3 separate regions of the Drosophila melanogaster genome follow, and all the other regions are linked to region 1. A link is a contact called in public Hi-C and targeted proximity ligation data. All regions are on one chromosome and are shown on one strand. The core of a region is the stretch at or near the end of the contact, and the rest is flanking DNA. Distances in the headings are between cores, read along the strand shown. Region 1 holds the start of PH4alphaEFB (prolyl-4-hydroxylase-alpha EFB). Region 2 holds the start of CG34155. Region 3 overlaps tmod (tropomodulin).

The links. A called contact is a pair of places that touch in the nucleus more often than the background predicts.
Region 2: a targeted proximity ligation map of the Kc167 cell line shows a contact between it and region 1, with 5 times the contacts expected there. A contact is called at or near these places in 30 of 107 Hi-C or Micro-C datasets (the Clone 8 cell line, the D17-c3 cell line, the Kc167 cell line and 12 more) and 4 of 7 datasets of targeted methods (the Kc167 cell line and the S2 cell line).
Region 3: a Hi-C map of the Kc167 cell line shows a contact between it and region 1, with 4 times the contacts expected there. A contact is called at or near these places in 24 of 107 Hi-C or Micro-C datasets (the Clone 8 cell line, the Kc167 cell line, the S2 cell line and 10 more) and 1 of 7 datasets of targeted methods (the Kc167 cell line).

What each region holds. Positions count from the first base shown.
Region 1 is chr3R:30,463,394-30,468,070 of dm6, forward strand. PH4alphaEFB (prolyl-4-hydroxylase-alpha EFB) reads left to right here and starts at 2,657. Exons shown (of 9, transcript NM_170492.2): 1 at 2,657-2,981. CDase (Ceramidase) reads left to right here. Exons shown (of 6, transcript NM_001276180.1): 4 at 22-888; 5 at 1,314-1,924; 6 at 1,985-2,343. The coding sequence ends at 2,168.
Region 2 is chr3R:30,557,434-30,562,110 of dm6, forward strand. It overlaps CG34155, which reads right to left and starts at 2,766. Exons shown (of 2, transcript NM_001043313.1): 1 at 2,544-2,766. All of the region lies in intron 2 of tmod (tropomodulin), which reads left to right.
Region 3 is chr3R:30,540,158-30,544,834 of dm6, forward strand. The region is part of intron 2 of tmod (tropomodulin); the gene reads left to right. Among named protein-coding and RNA genes, the nearest start is that of tmod, 9.9 kb to the left of the region's middle.

The sequences.
Region 1 (4,677 bases), core at 1,407-3,906:
AATAACTAATTTATATAATAGTGCATCAAAAGGGCGACGGACAACCTGGTGGATGGTCGCATCTTGCTGTCCAAAACTACTGTGCTAAATGTTAACATCAATCGTTCGCCCTCATCCTACTTGAGGAATCCCGCCGAGGAGCGTGCCCAATACGAGCACGATACGGATAAGACACTGACCCAGCTGCGATTTGTCGACCTGGAAAACAACCTCCTGGGCGCTTTCAACTGGTATGCGGTGCATGCCACCTCCATGAACAATACCAACAGACTGGTGACCAGCGACAATGTGGGTTATGCCGCCCTGCTCCTGGAAAAGGAGTACAATCCGAACAAGATGCCCGGAAAGGGCAAGTTCGTGGGTGCCTTCTGCTCATCCAACCTTGGCGATGTGTCCCCCAATATAATGGGTCCCAAGTGCTCGATCTCCGGCAATGAGTGTGATCTACTGACCTCCCGTTGTCCCACTGGCGAGGGAGATTGCTTTGCCTCCGGACCCGGTAAGGATATGTTCGAAAGCACCCAGATCTTGGGTCAACGTCTGGCGGATGCTGCTCTGGGACTGCTCAACGAACAGAGCCAGGAGTCCACGGCACGGGAGGTCACTGGAGATGTGAGGTTCATCCACCAGTTTGTGGACATGCCCAACTACAATGGCAGCACCTACAATCCGCTGAGCAGGAAGGTCGACAAGATCAGGGGATGTCAGCCGGCCATGGGCTATAGCTTTGCTGCTGGTACCACCGATGGACCTGGAGCCTTCAGCTTCGAGCAGGGAACCACCACGGACAACCCCATGTGGAACTTTGTGCGCGACTTCATCGCTGCTCCCACGCAGGAGGACATCAAGTGCCATGAGCCCAAGCCCATTCTTCTGGCCACCGGCAGGGTGAGTTTTTCCATTAATCAATTATTATTAACTAAAAAGCAAGTCTGAAAAAAAACAATAGCGATTTTAAAAGAATTTCTGAAATTGCCTAAAGGTATGCAGCACAAAAATCATTCCATTTGTTTGGAACTTTGTTGAGTGTTGTGTGCATCAGAAAATAAATTTAAATGTGTTTAATAGTGCAAAGGAACAAAATACCAATTTTGGAATAGAATACATAAATTTATGTAGTGGATTTTGTTTTTATAATGCACATTTAAGTGGGGTAATTAAACTGAAACGTTACGCAAATTAGTTGTCAGCTCATAAAAATCAAGGTAAGGTAGTTATAGCCAGGCTATAGGTCATCACTTAATGCGCAACTGTTATTTAAAAATCTAAGTGCACTTTAAGCATATCTAACATGTACATTATCCATATTTAAGGCCACCTTTCCCTATGAGTGGCAGCCAAAGATTGTCTCGGATCAGCTACTAAAGATCGGCGATGTGATCATAGCCGCCGTGCCCTGCGAGTTCACCACAATGGCAGGACGTCGTCTGCGAAACCAGATTCGAGCAGCTGCCTCCGCCGTCGGAGGCATCGACACCGAGGTAATCATCGCCGGACTGACCAACATATACACCAGCTACACGGTGACCCCGGAGGAGTACCAGGCGCAGCGTTACGAGGCCGCCTCCACGATCTTCGGTCCCCATACCCACTCCATTTACATGGACGTCTTCGAACGCCTGACCAAGGCCATGATGCGTAATGAGACCGTGGATGCGGGTCCAAGTCCGCCGTACATGAATGATGTGATGCTATCGCTGAACACCGGGGTTCTCTTCGACGGACATCCCATAAACACCGACTTTGGCTACGTGAAGTCGCAGCCCAACAAGGAGTACGGCATCAACGAGACGGTGAAGGTCACCTACATATCCGGAAATCCGCGTAACAACCTCTTCACCGAGAAAACCTACTTCACCATTGAGCGAAAGATCAACGAGGATCGCTGGAAGGTGGCCTATACGGATGCCAGCTGGGAGACCAAGTAGGAAGCGCCAGCTTGAGGTTATAAATGTTGGTACTTAATAAAATCGTTACTTTTCAGAATGGTCTGGCACCGAACCAATACGATCCTGGGCTTCAGCGAAATGGACATCTACTGGGACATCAGTCCGCAGACTCTTCCCGGGGAATATCGCATTCGCCATTCCGGGGAGTACAAGTACATCCTGGGCGGAAAGTATCCCTACGAGGGACTCACGCATTCCTTCACCGTTAAGGAGGACTAGGATTAGATATCCGTGTGGAGTGATTTTATAAATATTCCTGGCCAGACAGTTGTAGGGCCCATCAAAAACAAAATCAACACTGAATCCATGTATTTATTTACCATTTGTAAGTGACGAAGGAAAAGCTTTATTTTTGCAAACGCGAATAAAAAAGATGCCAAATTATGTTGAAACTAAGGAGAAGTGTTTTTAATTTTGATCGAAATGGCTGTTCTAGTAGTCTTTTGACATTGCTTCACCTTTTTACCAATTACAATTCAAATTGCCCGCCACCATATACGATCCGCAAACAGCTGTTCGAATGAAATCCACAATGCTGTACAAGTTTCTCTCTTTCAACTCTTTTTCTCTTTTGTGGTATTAAATTGAACTTCGAAATTCGAAATTGGTGCTCTTCTCTTAAATTCGAAACAGAAACCAGAAATTCTCTCTCTTTCTGGATCTGGAAGTCGGTATTTATCTATATTCGAGGCGGCAGCAAAACAAAATCAGTTCCAGTCGGTATTTCTCGGCGCGCGCACGCGAATTAAACAGAAACACAAATTATATTTTTGTAGTCAAAACTGTGAAAAAGGGAATTTACTCCTCGGGGGACCAGAGAAAACAATCCTTAAATTCGAGTCTAAACGAAAATATCTAAAACAAACGTGATTTGTGTGCTTCCAGTTAGAGTGCATAAAATGTATCTATAAGATACGAAGTGCGGGTGGGCAATGCAATCGAGGTGTTCTCGTTGAATTGTAAACAAAGAAGGCGGCCAGTTTCATTGACATCCATTGAGATCCAGCAACAAGTTCGCATAAGAAACACAGGGTAAATTAAAGAAATTCCACAGATACATTTTCTAGAACTTCTGACGTGTTCCTCCTGCCGGCATCCGTCGTGCACTGATAACAATAATCGAGTCTTTTTACTTGAATGACGGGAATGTGGGCCATCTAAATTGAATATTCGATTTTGATTAGAGAGAAATGCTCTGCTGCGCTGTGACAAAAAAACTAAACTGATTTGAGTGTTCACATACTATTCTATATGCACTTGTTGTCACCACATGGCGATTCAATTGACCGCTTTTTGCCCCCACATATTCCCCATTTCCTACTGCTGATGCTCCTCCCTCCTCCTCCATCTCCGCTGGCGATAAGCCTCTAAATATCTGGACTCGAAAAAGTCTGTGCGGCATAGGCGTCAATGTGTATATGTACTTTTTACGTCCGTCTGGGTGTGTTTATATAATGATGATCAGGGGGCGAAAAGAAGGAAGTGCCGCAGTCACGTAGTCAATTGTAGGCATTTGTTTTGGTCTCGTTTCCCGTGCACTTCATCTTCCAATGCAAAGGGTATAAACACTGCGTTGCCAACTGTGCGAAAAAGGATGGCCTAGTTCAGCAAGGAATCAATAGATTTGAAACAAATTGTTTTCTTCCTTTAACTATACATTTCAGTAGCAAATTACATGAATAAGTAATATTAGGTAGTCAATCAGTGACTTAAAAATAACCAGTTTATTAAACTGTTTTCAAACCTGTTTGTAAAGAGGATACAATTACTTTAAAGGGTAATAAAGTTACTCTTTATATAACAGAATCCTTTTTTAAATGTATAACATATATAACATAATGTACCTGGTAAATGTCTATGATTAAAACCCAGTTGAAGTGACTCCTATTTAGCACGGACACAAACCTCATTTAGCCGCTCTTATTAGCGGGATATTTCTTGTCTAATTGGAAATACTTAACCAATTAGACTCTGGTTTGGATGATTAATGGCTAGGCGTGTATTTTTGAAAATACAATCGGATTCAATAGCTTCAATTAACTTACGAGCAAGGTGTGTTAATTTATGAAATTTATAATTTAGCCGCAATCTGGTTCGTTGCTCCCCGCCTGCTTTTTCGGCCTTTCGCCTTTACGTCCATTTGATCAGTATTATTTGTTTGCTAATTAGTTCGGCAATGACGACCGGTTGGCAATAATAGAGTTGGATGCGAAAACGAAAGTGGCTGCCAAGTGGATCACCAGTTCCATCCATGTGCGGAATGCAATGAAAGTGAGGACAATGTCGACAAGGAGCTGCTATTTGGCCCACTTCCTTGTCTGGTTTTTGCGCCCATTTCGCTCCAGCCTTTTTCCCAGCTCATCTTTCGCTTTTATAATGTTCAGCAAAGTCTTTGAACCGGTTTGGTATTGCGATTTCCATCGGGGACGCCTTTTATGCTTACATTTCAAGGTGAATTGTAAAATTTATGTGTGCACACGCTCCATGACGGCATCTGACTGGCATTAAAGCACTTCGCCATGGGTTAATCATGGGGGCCAGCCGGGTGTTAAGGCAGCTGGGGATGAGCTGCGAACATTTGTCATTCATTACTAATTAGCAAACTCGCTGAATGCACTTGAATCACTCCCGCGTCCCGAGTCCTTCCTTCCTGCCTACTGAATATTTAATGCGAATGCCATTTTTCCAACACAGCGAGAAATTAAATGGGATGGATTCGATCCGAGAG
Region 2 (4,677 bases), core at 1,516-4,015, 94 kb after region 1:
CTGGTTTCCGTCCTGTTCATCCTGCTCCCTGGAGAATTGCATGCTGGTCTCAATCTTTCTTTTTCCCCAGCTCCCTGCTGGCAACACGAAAAGTTCTGTCCCCACTTTCTTCACATTCCCTCCCGCGACTTTGCGACACAGGGAACAGCACACAAATTACGCATACGCCGCGTGGGCCGTCGAAGGGGATAAGACCGAGAGAGAATGGAAGATGGATTCAAGGATGCGTTGCACAATTGCATTTCTTGTTGCCAGATGCCACTGATGTTTTTTCCCCCTTTGTTGCGCATTTGTACTCGCCATGTTGCCCAATATGTTGGCAAAAAAAAAAGGAGGCAGGGCTAGTAGCTCGTAGCTCGCAGTACGTGGCATGGAAATTAAACAAATTTAATTTAAAACGAGCCGTCACAAAGGGAATTAGATTTCCAGATTTAAATGGCAAGTGGGAAATGGAAAAGGAGAGGTTTCCACATGAGCAACATGTGCTCGGAATGCATGCCACTCGACCCGACCCTTTGACCTGCCCCTCGGAATTCCCCTTTGAAAGCCTCTTCCCGCTGCATTCTCAACTTCCACTCGAATCCACTCGAAACGCTCTCAATTAGTGGGGAAATAATTTAAGCCAAATTGCATTTCAGTTGCGAAAAAGGATCAAAATCTACGAGTGAAACTAAAAGTTGCACCTGAAATAATTTAAGTATTCTGGCCGAATTTAATCCGATTGGCCTTGTTAAAAAAAATGTATGTTAATTGAGAGAGACGTATCTCCTAAACTAATATAAAATATTATAAAATATTGCTGAGTGCAACCCATGGCAAAAATGAATCCACCAGTTTTAAAGCACGATCCATTTTGCCAAGTGCACTTACTCCCTATTCATTCAAAAAAGGCTATGCGGTCATGAGTTTTTGAGCTGCATTCGTGGATTGAAATGCAAACTGCAAGCTGCCAACTGCAATCATCAGGCATCCGGCGACCTGGAACGGACATCGCAGCTGAAATCCGGACCCTTTTGCCGCCCCAAAAGTCCTGGGGCCTCTTTCAATTAAACGCTTATCGCATTCGAGGCAGTCGCTGAATAAGTTTTAGTGCTCGACCCCTGGAACTCTCTGCCCCACGTTCTATGTCCTATGTCCTGCGTTCCCCCGAAAGAAGAAAAACAATTTTGAAAAGGACGCTGCCACATTCCGTGGCTCGCACATCATTAGGCCAACTTGCGAAAGGACGAAGGGGCGGGCAGTTGAAACAAAGCGAAGCGCATCAAAGATTATGAAACTCATTAAAAAAGTTTCGGCGGGGCAACAAATCTAACAAGCTGAGGAATGTGACGCAGCTGCCACGGCCCCCTTTTCCAGCATAACTTAAGGTCAGGAGGAAAATGAAAAGAAAAGGGCCTGGGCGGTGAAAGTAAGTGGGGAGCTGGTGGCAAATGGCCATTGGGATTTGTTCTTCCTTAAGCTGTTTATTTTTAGCCTCCAGTCTAAGAGAAACGAGAAAAATATCTAAGTAAATAGCACACACTTTGTTCGGCACCTCAGAAATACAACTAATGAGATTATATGAGATTAAACAATCTATCTTATTTTAATTTCAATTCATTTTAATTTCTCTCTCAAACGAAATCATCACCAAACTTTATTTATTGCTCTGTGGTCACAAGCCATTAAACCAACTTAACAGCACTATTATTTCAGTCGCAGTTGTGCAGTAAAAAAGTAGTAAATAAAACCAAACGACTGCGTGATACCCCCTAATAAACGAGTCCCCGGGGAAGGAGCAGCTTGCAGCCTGTTGCGTGGAGCGGAAATGTGTGTCTCCTCTTGGATTTTCGAGCGCTTCATAAATTAGATGTCAAAGCCCAAGGATCAAACACCCATGGCAACATGGCAGCACGCACACGTGTGCCTCTGTTTATGCATGTGTGTGTGTGTGTGTGTGTGAAAAGGGTCAAAGGTTGTCAGAGGAGTTGGGCACAGGCAAGAATTTGCGCCGCTGGCAAAAGTTTTGCGGCGCCTGGCAAACTTATTAAAGAGTTCGAAGCCAAACAAATTGGCAAGGCGAAAAAGGGAAAACTTGCCAAGGCATTGCGGCCATTAATTTTCACTGGCGGCGCACACGAAATGCAAATGAAACTTTGCACAGGAATGTCGAATGTTAGCAGTCAGTCAGTCAGTCGGACGGTCGGTGAGTCAAGAAGGGGCCACAAAAGTCAATGAAGTGTTAAATGTCCTGCGGTGTTTCGGTGTTATCCTTATGTTGCCACACACACACACACGTGTCCAATTTCTGCGGTTCCATTTGCATTTCTGCGTGCTTGGCGTTCATAAATGCCCACAGCAGAGTAAAAAGTTCCCGCTGTCATATAATTAAAGCAGCAATGCCAGACAAGCCCGCGGCATAAATCACTAGCAGTTGGCTCTGCAGCTTCATTCATGAGTCTTCTGGCCGGGATTCCATTCATGGACAAATACTCCCAGCTCACGCACTTTTATGAGCAACATTATGTCCCTCCAACCGCCGAAAAAAAGGATGTACACGTTACCAATTTATGCTGAGCCGCTCGTAAACTGCCCAAAAAGGCAAAAAATCCACTAACGAGCCAAGGCGTAAACTCTTTTCCCTCAGTTTCTTTTTATATCACTTCACTTGCAATTCTTTTCGGTCCAACGCGGCGTATGCGTGATATTTCGTCGTTTGCGCTTAGCATTCGCTTTTCCCGTCCAAAAGTCGCGTTGTTTTCAGTTCGACGTTGCTGACGCGACTCTGGCTTTCAGCCGATGGAAGCCGCTTCTTATAGCAGTTCGTGGCTCCGGCTTCGTCCTTTATCCTTCGGACTGCCTCGGAAAACCTCACCAGTTGAGCCTCGCTTCGGCTGGCCACTCGGCTCGTCGCTCGTCCTGTCGGCCGGAAATTGTTGTTCAACAAATGCAAAGAGTTCTCAGTCAACAGGCAGAAAAACAAGGAACAAGTGGGCGATGGCATTGCACATCCTGGCACATCCTTGTGGACTGTCGCTGCAACTCACCGAGTGGTGATCGAAATTGCACTGCCCAATACAAAGCCTTTCTGGCAACATAAATTTCAGATGGATTATCAAAAAACTAAAATTACCTTCGAATACTATTTATGAAAACCCCTTTTCAAATCGATTTGTCGGTTACTAGAAGGACTACCCCAAAATTCCATCTCGTTTGCACAGCCTTCCGCCCTGTCATGTTTATATTTCCAGCCGCATCATAAGGCAAACATTTTAATTTGCCATGGCCTGTAGTGCCACGCCCCGCAAACAAACACCGCCCACGCAGGGGAGCACAAATATTGACACTCAACTAAGCCGGCAGGCAAACGATGACCAAAACCAACGTTGGCACCCCCTCTATATCTATATCTATATCGTTTTGCAGATCCTTCGCTGATGACGCCAATCATGTTCTCGGCACAGGGAAGTCGGGGGCGTGGCGGAAGGGGGCTTCCCTGCCGTCAGTTGGCGTGACAAGCAAGACTTTAGACTTACAGGATGCCGTGTAGCGAGGATGGGGATGGGGGGCGCCTCAAGCAGACATCGGCACAGTTTGTTATTATTTAAATCAGGAAGTCGACGAAATTTCCTGTGCCAGTGGGGCATGGCCAACAAATTGGCAGCTGACTTCCGCAGTCGAGTCAATTAAATTTTCCCTTTAAGTGATTTCTGTCGCCATCAAATGTCGCAGCTTCGGCTTCCTTCATCTCCTTTTTTCAGATTTCCCCCCGGTTTCCCTTCCATATCCCCTCCTCTAATGAGAAATCGATGTGTTGTAATTTGTTCAAATCCAATTTCGGCGTACGGCCGTGGCGGTAACCGTAGTCCGTAGTCCAGAGTCCGGACAAAGCACCTGGCCCCCAATCGTCACAGTATCCTGCAAGAACACTGAAAAAAAACATTAGGTTTTAACAAATCATTGTCTTATTTAGAATGCAGCATTTATTCAAAAATGCAAAGTACCATTTCAACCATATATTTTTGCATATAATTTGAATGAGTCAATTTTGTGCAGTGCATGTTGAGTACCGTTTTAATGAGTTTTTATTGCGCTTCAGGTGCTTTGATTGCTGCGATTTTTAACTTGATTTACGCGAGTTTAGTGAGCGAGTGCGGGGGGCCCTCCACTATTGATTTTTCAATTAAGCCGGACTCCCCTCGATAAAAGCCCCGCCAGCCCCCCAACCCACCGAATTCCCCAATGCATTTTGCATGTTTTTCGCGTGTTGCCAACGTTTGTTTTGTGAAAAAGCCGCCGAGGAAGGACTGTCTTTTGTGGCAAGTTTTATGCGCCGCATCCTGTGCACAAACAGAAGGGGGGCAGGCTGGTAGGGGGTGTAATTTGGGGGGGGGGGGGGGCTGTTCCACTGTACCGAGGGCCGCCTGTATATGCCATACCGCGTTGTAGCGCAATTTATGCGGTAATTGCTTTTTTAAGCGCTTCGCATTTATCTTTTCGACACAAGTGAAATGAGTTTCTGCCTCCTTTGCGTGCCTTTTGTCGATTTGCCACACCAGCAGCAACAGCAACAAACAGGGCAGCAATAAGGATAACAGCCTGCAAGGATATCAGCAACAACAACTAGCGGCTGAAACCTCCTGTCACAATGCCAGCGAAAGCCAAAAAAAAAGAATGCTCAACTACTTACAATGGCAT
Region 3 (4,677 bases), core at 899-3,398, 76 kb after region 1:
TCAATCTTTTATGTAAAGAAGTCGCCGTCGTCGGTGCTTTTGTCACCTGCACCGCCCTGCGCCACCTGCCACGCCCCTCCGCTCATCGTCGCCTCTCGTTTCGGTTGCTTGGCTCGTAAAATTTTGTCGTCTGCTTCCGTTTTCTTCGCACTTAATTGTGTCTGATCTGCACTGCAAGAAACACTTTTGAATTGAAAAATAGTGTTCAAGTCTAACTACAAAGCAGATCATCTGAAAGAGAAAGAGAGTGAAATATACCTTAAGTTCAATTACTAACTCTTAAGCATGCTACTCTAGCCAAGCCCAAGTTTTTTTTTTTCAGTGTAACTTTGGCAGGCGTTGTGCGTGCGGCGTTGTATCGTGTTGTTCGTGGCGTTGTTGTGGTTCAAGGTGATTCGACATCGACAACGACGCTTCGACGCATCTTTCAATCAGATATCCTCCGATTTTTCCCGCCCCCTTTTTCCGCACCGCCCGACCCCGGGGGGCAACCCGTTGGGTTTCCCACTGCCAAGGACTCCGCTTCGGTCGCCCGCTTTTCTGGCTGCCTTTTTCCTCTTTTGCTTGCCTTGGCTTTGGTCTGTTTATTTTGGCTGCGGGTTGTTTTCTGCCATCGTATTTTTCACTTAATAAAATTGTTTTCATTCGGTTCGACCGATGCCTTAACTTAACCGCTTCTTCTTGCCTTTTCAATATGTTTAAAAATAAACGACGACTGCCGCCCCCTTTCCCGCTCGGAGTTTTCCTTTATTACTTGTACGCTTAGCTGCTATCGACACACTTCTTTATCTGCCGTCGGCCATTGTTGCCTCAACCGCCCCCTGCCCCGCCCCTTTGGCCCATCATCTTGATGTTTGTGCTTTGTGTTGGCTTATTAGCAATTTGGCTAAGCAGTTTGCGGTCTCCTTCGCAGAGGATCGCTTAGGCAGCTCGGAAAAACGCTGGAAGAAATATTCAAAAATATATAAAAGCGGTGAAAAAATTCCTTTTTAAATTAATATTAAATATTATGAACAGTATATTACTATTATTTATTTTTTTATTGTTTTCATTTTAGCAGATTTTAATATGAATATTTTTTCCTTCATACTTCATACTTGCTGATGACGTGACTTGCAAATATTTATATCTAACCTTGCAGTTTCTGTGCAGTTTTTCCGACTTTTCCTCGAATAGCTTTTGTTTTCTTGTTTATCCCTGCTACTCGGCTCTAATCAAGAAATGTATATATATTTACTCTCAAGCTAATGCACATTGTCTTAATCAAAATTTTTACCTGCAATTTTACCTCCAGCTTTATTCTTATTTAATCAGAGCGCCCCATGAGCGATTGAGATTTTGAGGTGTTAATTTGATGAGTGCTCCCCAATGACTTTGGGTGTTTTGTGTGGTGTTTGGGGCTGAATGCATTAGATTGATTAAATTCAGACTACGGTCACTGCAGTTCCCACGCACTGACCAGATTTTCACACACAACGACCAACTTCCCGCCCACGGCCACCCACAGCTGCAGCTGTCATGAATATTTTCCCACCCGCAACACCCAGTCCCCAATCCCCAGCCCCAGCGCGTTGGATGGTTTGAACATTTCGGAAAATCATTTCCCAGCGCCATTTCCCCATTGTCTTGTTCAGCATGCAGCGTTCGCGCAATCAATCAAAACGCGCCATGCAAATGGGGAAAAGAATAGGAAACAGACACATGAACCTGTTTATAAGCAATAAAACGAAGATTTTATGCTCTTGTTTAGTGCAGAAGAAAGTATTTCATTAAAGGAAAACTGGTTGCCAAAGATAAAAACGATTAGCCTCGGGCATAGTTTTACAATTTTTTATTGAAATTGTACTTTCTGAATTGTGGTTATACATTTAATTTATCATTTTGTTTATGCATGCTTTTTGCTTGGTCCCATATTACACAAAATCTGAATTGCCATGTTTCAGTAATGGATTTAATTACGCATGTTAATAACTTGCTACTTTTGGTTCAAGAGCGCTGATTTATTTTATTTAATTTTCTCTTCACAACGCGAAGCAAATTAATTTCATTCCAATGAATAATTAACTTATTGTTAACTCTATTATTTATGATGCCGTGATAATTTCGGTTATTCTGGTCACTTATCAAAACGCTGATCCTGAAAGTATGCAATGAAAAGGCTGCTCTTCAGTTATTAATATCCAAAAGGGAGTGCAACTTTTACGTATGCCAGGGAATTTTCTTGCCCGTCTCCTCGGTTTCCCTTTCTATTTTCCCAGCCTGACACCCCAATCTTCTCCAGATTCTCCAGACTCCAAGCAGAACCAGCAGAACAAACAAAGCAAAGTCAGCGAATACTGCGGATATGCAAAGGAATCGAGTGAAATGGCGAGCAAGCAAAGCAGAAGGCAAACAAACACCCACATATGTGCATGTTCTACAAACAGAGATGGCTGACAGCTGAAAATGCTCGCAATCTATCACAACATACAAAATATGTTCCAAAAGATTTTCAATTTATTTTCACTAAAACGATTTTCCCCGCTTGCTCGTTTTCCCCGCCGCTGGTCGAATGCATTCGGCGATATTGTCGATGGTTTTGCAATAGAGGGAACCGAGAAAACACAAAGAGCCAGTGAACAGAAAATCAATGAATAGAAATAAAATTGAAATGCGCGACCAACTGCAAGTCCGAGCGAAGTTGATCGCCACATGTGCCTCTCTAATTAGTTGTCTGCCCCCAAAAAATAGCTTGGGGAGGTGGAAAGCCCAGCAGAGAAAAGGAAAAACTGATCCCGGAAGTGGGCGACGACATTTAAACGCTGCGACATGTGAACAACTGCAATTTGATTGCTAAATCGGCTCGCCTCAGCTATTCTGGGCCACACTTCTCGAAAACACACAGCTTCGATTCTGGGAGCGCTCAACGGGGCGTATGATTGATATTCGACACACGACAGCTTTCGAAACGTTCTTCGAAAGAGAGCGTTTACTACTTGGAACATTTGTAACAATTAATCAAATTGTTATTCACTCAAATAATGTGTAGTTTGAATTTCTCCTTCTTTTCATAGCCAATTTAACCAAATATGACTTGCAGTCTTTTTCAATCTTGTGATAATTTCAAAGTGCGTTTGTGTAATATACTACCCACTGTCCAAAAACTATTAGCCGCAATCAGAAATGCATATAGCCAGGGGACAAACATCCATAAAAACGTCAGATGACTTCGGGTCCCAGGCCATAAATCAACTGGCCATTAGCAGGGACCAAATAAATTGGGAAAAATTATTAATTTACACGAGTCCAACATGCAAGAACAAACGCCTGCAGGAGAAACCACTCGAACAGCTCGTTAAATGCAAATTGAAAATCAAAAGGCAAAGCTGAATCTTTCGGCCTCCGGGTTTATATATTTCTGTCATTTTTATGGTTGTCAACGCCTGATGCTCATTTTATGGACATGTCTTTAATGGACTCTATAGAAAAGATATTTTCGAATGCATACATTTGTAAGGGAGCCTAATCAAAGGGTTTTATTTATATAATTGTACATAAAACTGAATATTTTTATGGGAAGATAAGGTAAACGTGTTTCAACAAAAAATGCATGCGTACAGCGGTTTTTTTGCCATTACTTGACTAAAAATGGTCATATAGCTAAATAGATAACTTTTTTTTGCATCTAATTACCAATTCTTTCACGCCGTAAAACATTTGGACAAATTAGGAAAAAAAAAATTTTTTTCAAATTTTTCAATTTTTATAAGGGGTTACATCATCAAAATTTGCAAAAAATGGCAAAAAATTAAAATTTTTAAATTTGAACATTTATTGATTGGGAATTTAATTAGGAGTAAAATGAGATATGCAGTTCAATTTTTTGACCATTATTTCCGATATTTTGGCCAAAAACTGAATTTATCGTTCACATATATATGCAATATGTCTATATTTGTATTTAGAGACCTTACCCGAAATTGATTAAAATATAGGTTATAGTGGTGAACTATAGATGTAAGCTGAACAACTTAAAAAATTAGTTCGCATAATATCTTTAAATGTGGGCCCCAGCAGAAATTGATTCATTGATGGACTTGGTAGGTCCATCCCATAATCCCTGAACTTGTTTTTCGGTCCCCCTCCCCCTCCCCCTCGTTGAAAGACTCACCAGCACACTTTGACAATAACAAAATCTATAAATAATCCACCGAACACTCGGTGCTCTCCGCTTTTCTCTACTATATGTAGCAGTGTTTTTCGGGAGGGCGACCCCAGACGAGGTGAAATTCTTTAGCAACATTTCTGCCTTCCATTTGATGTTTCTCTCTCTGGCGTTCTTTGTGTTTGATTATTTAAATTATAACCTACATAATTTTAATGGCTCGGAAAGAAACATATATAAAATTAAACATTATTTATGGGGCGTAGACAGGCACATGGTCAGGCGAGCCAAACATTCCTCCGCAGAAGCGAATAACGAGGGGATTTTGGTGGGCGAGGAAAGTCCTGGGATTCGCTCTTATATCCCTTGTAACCATTATTTGGCCTTTGATACAGACGAACTTTCTGACTTGGATTTCCTTTGTGAATTGCTCGAATGCCTGACTGACTCCACTGGCTTGGAAAGTATATACATATTTACCTGAATTACTTAAGGCGAATTCCTAGAAATTAAATTATCCAAATCATTACAAG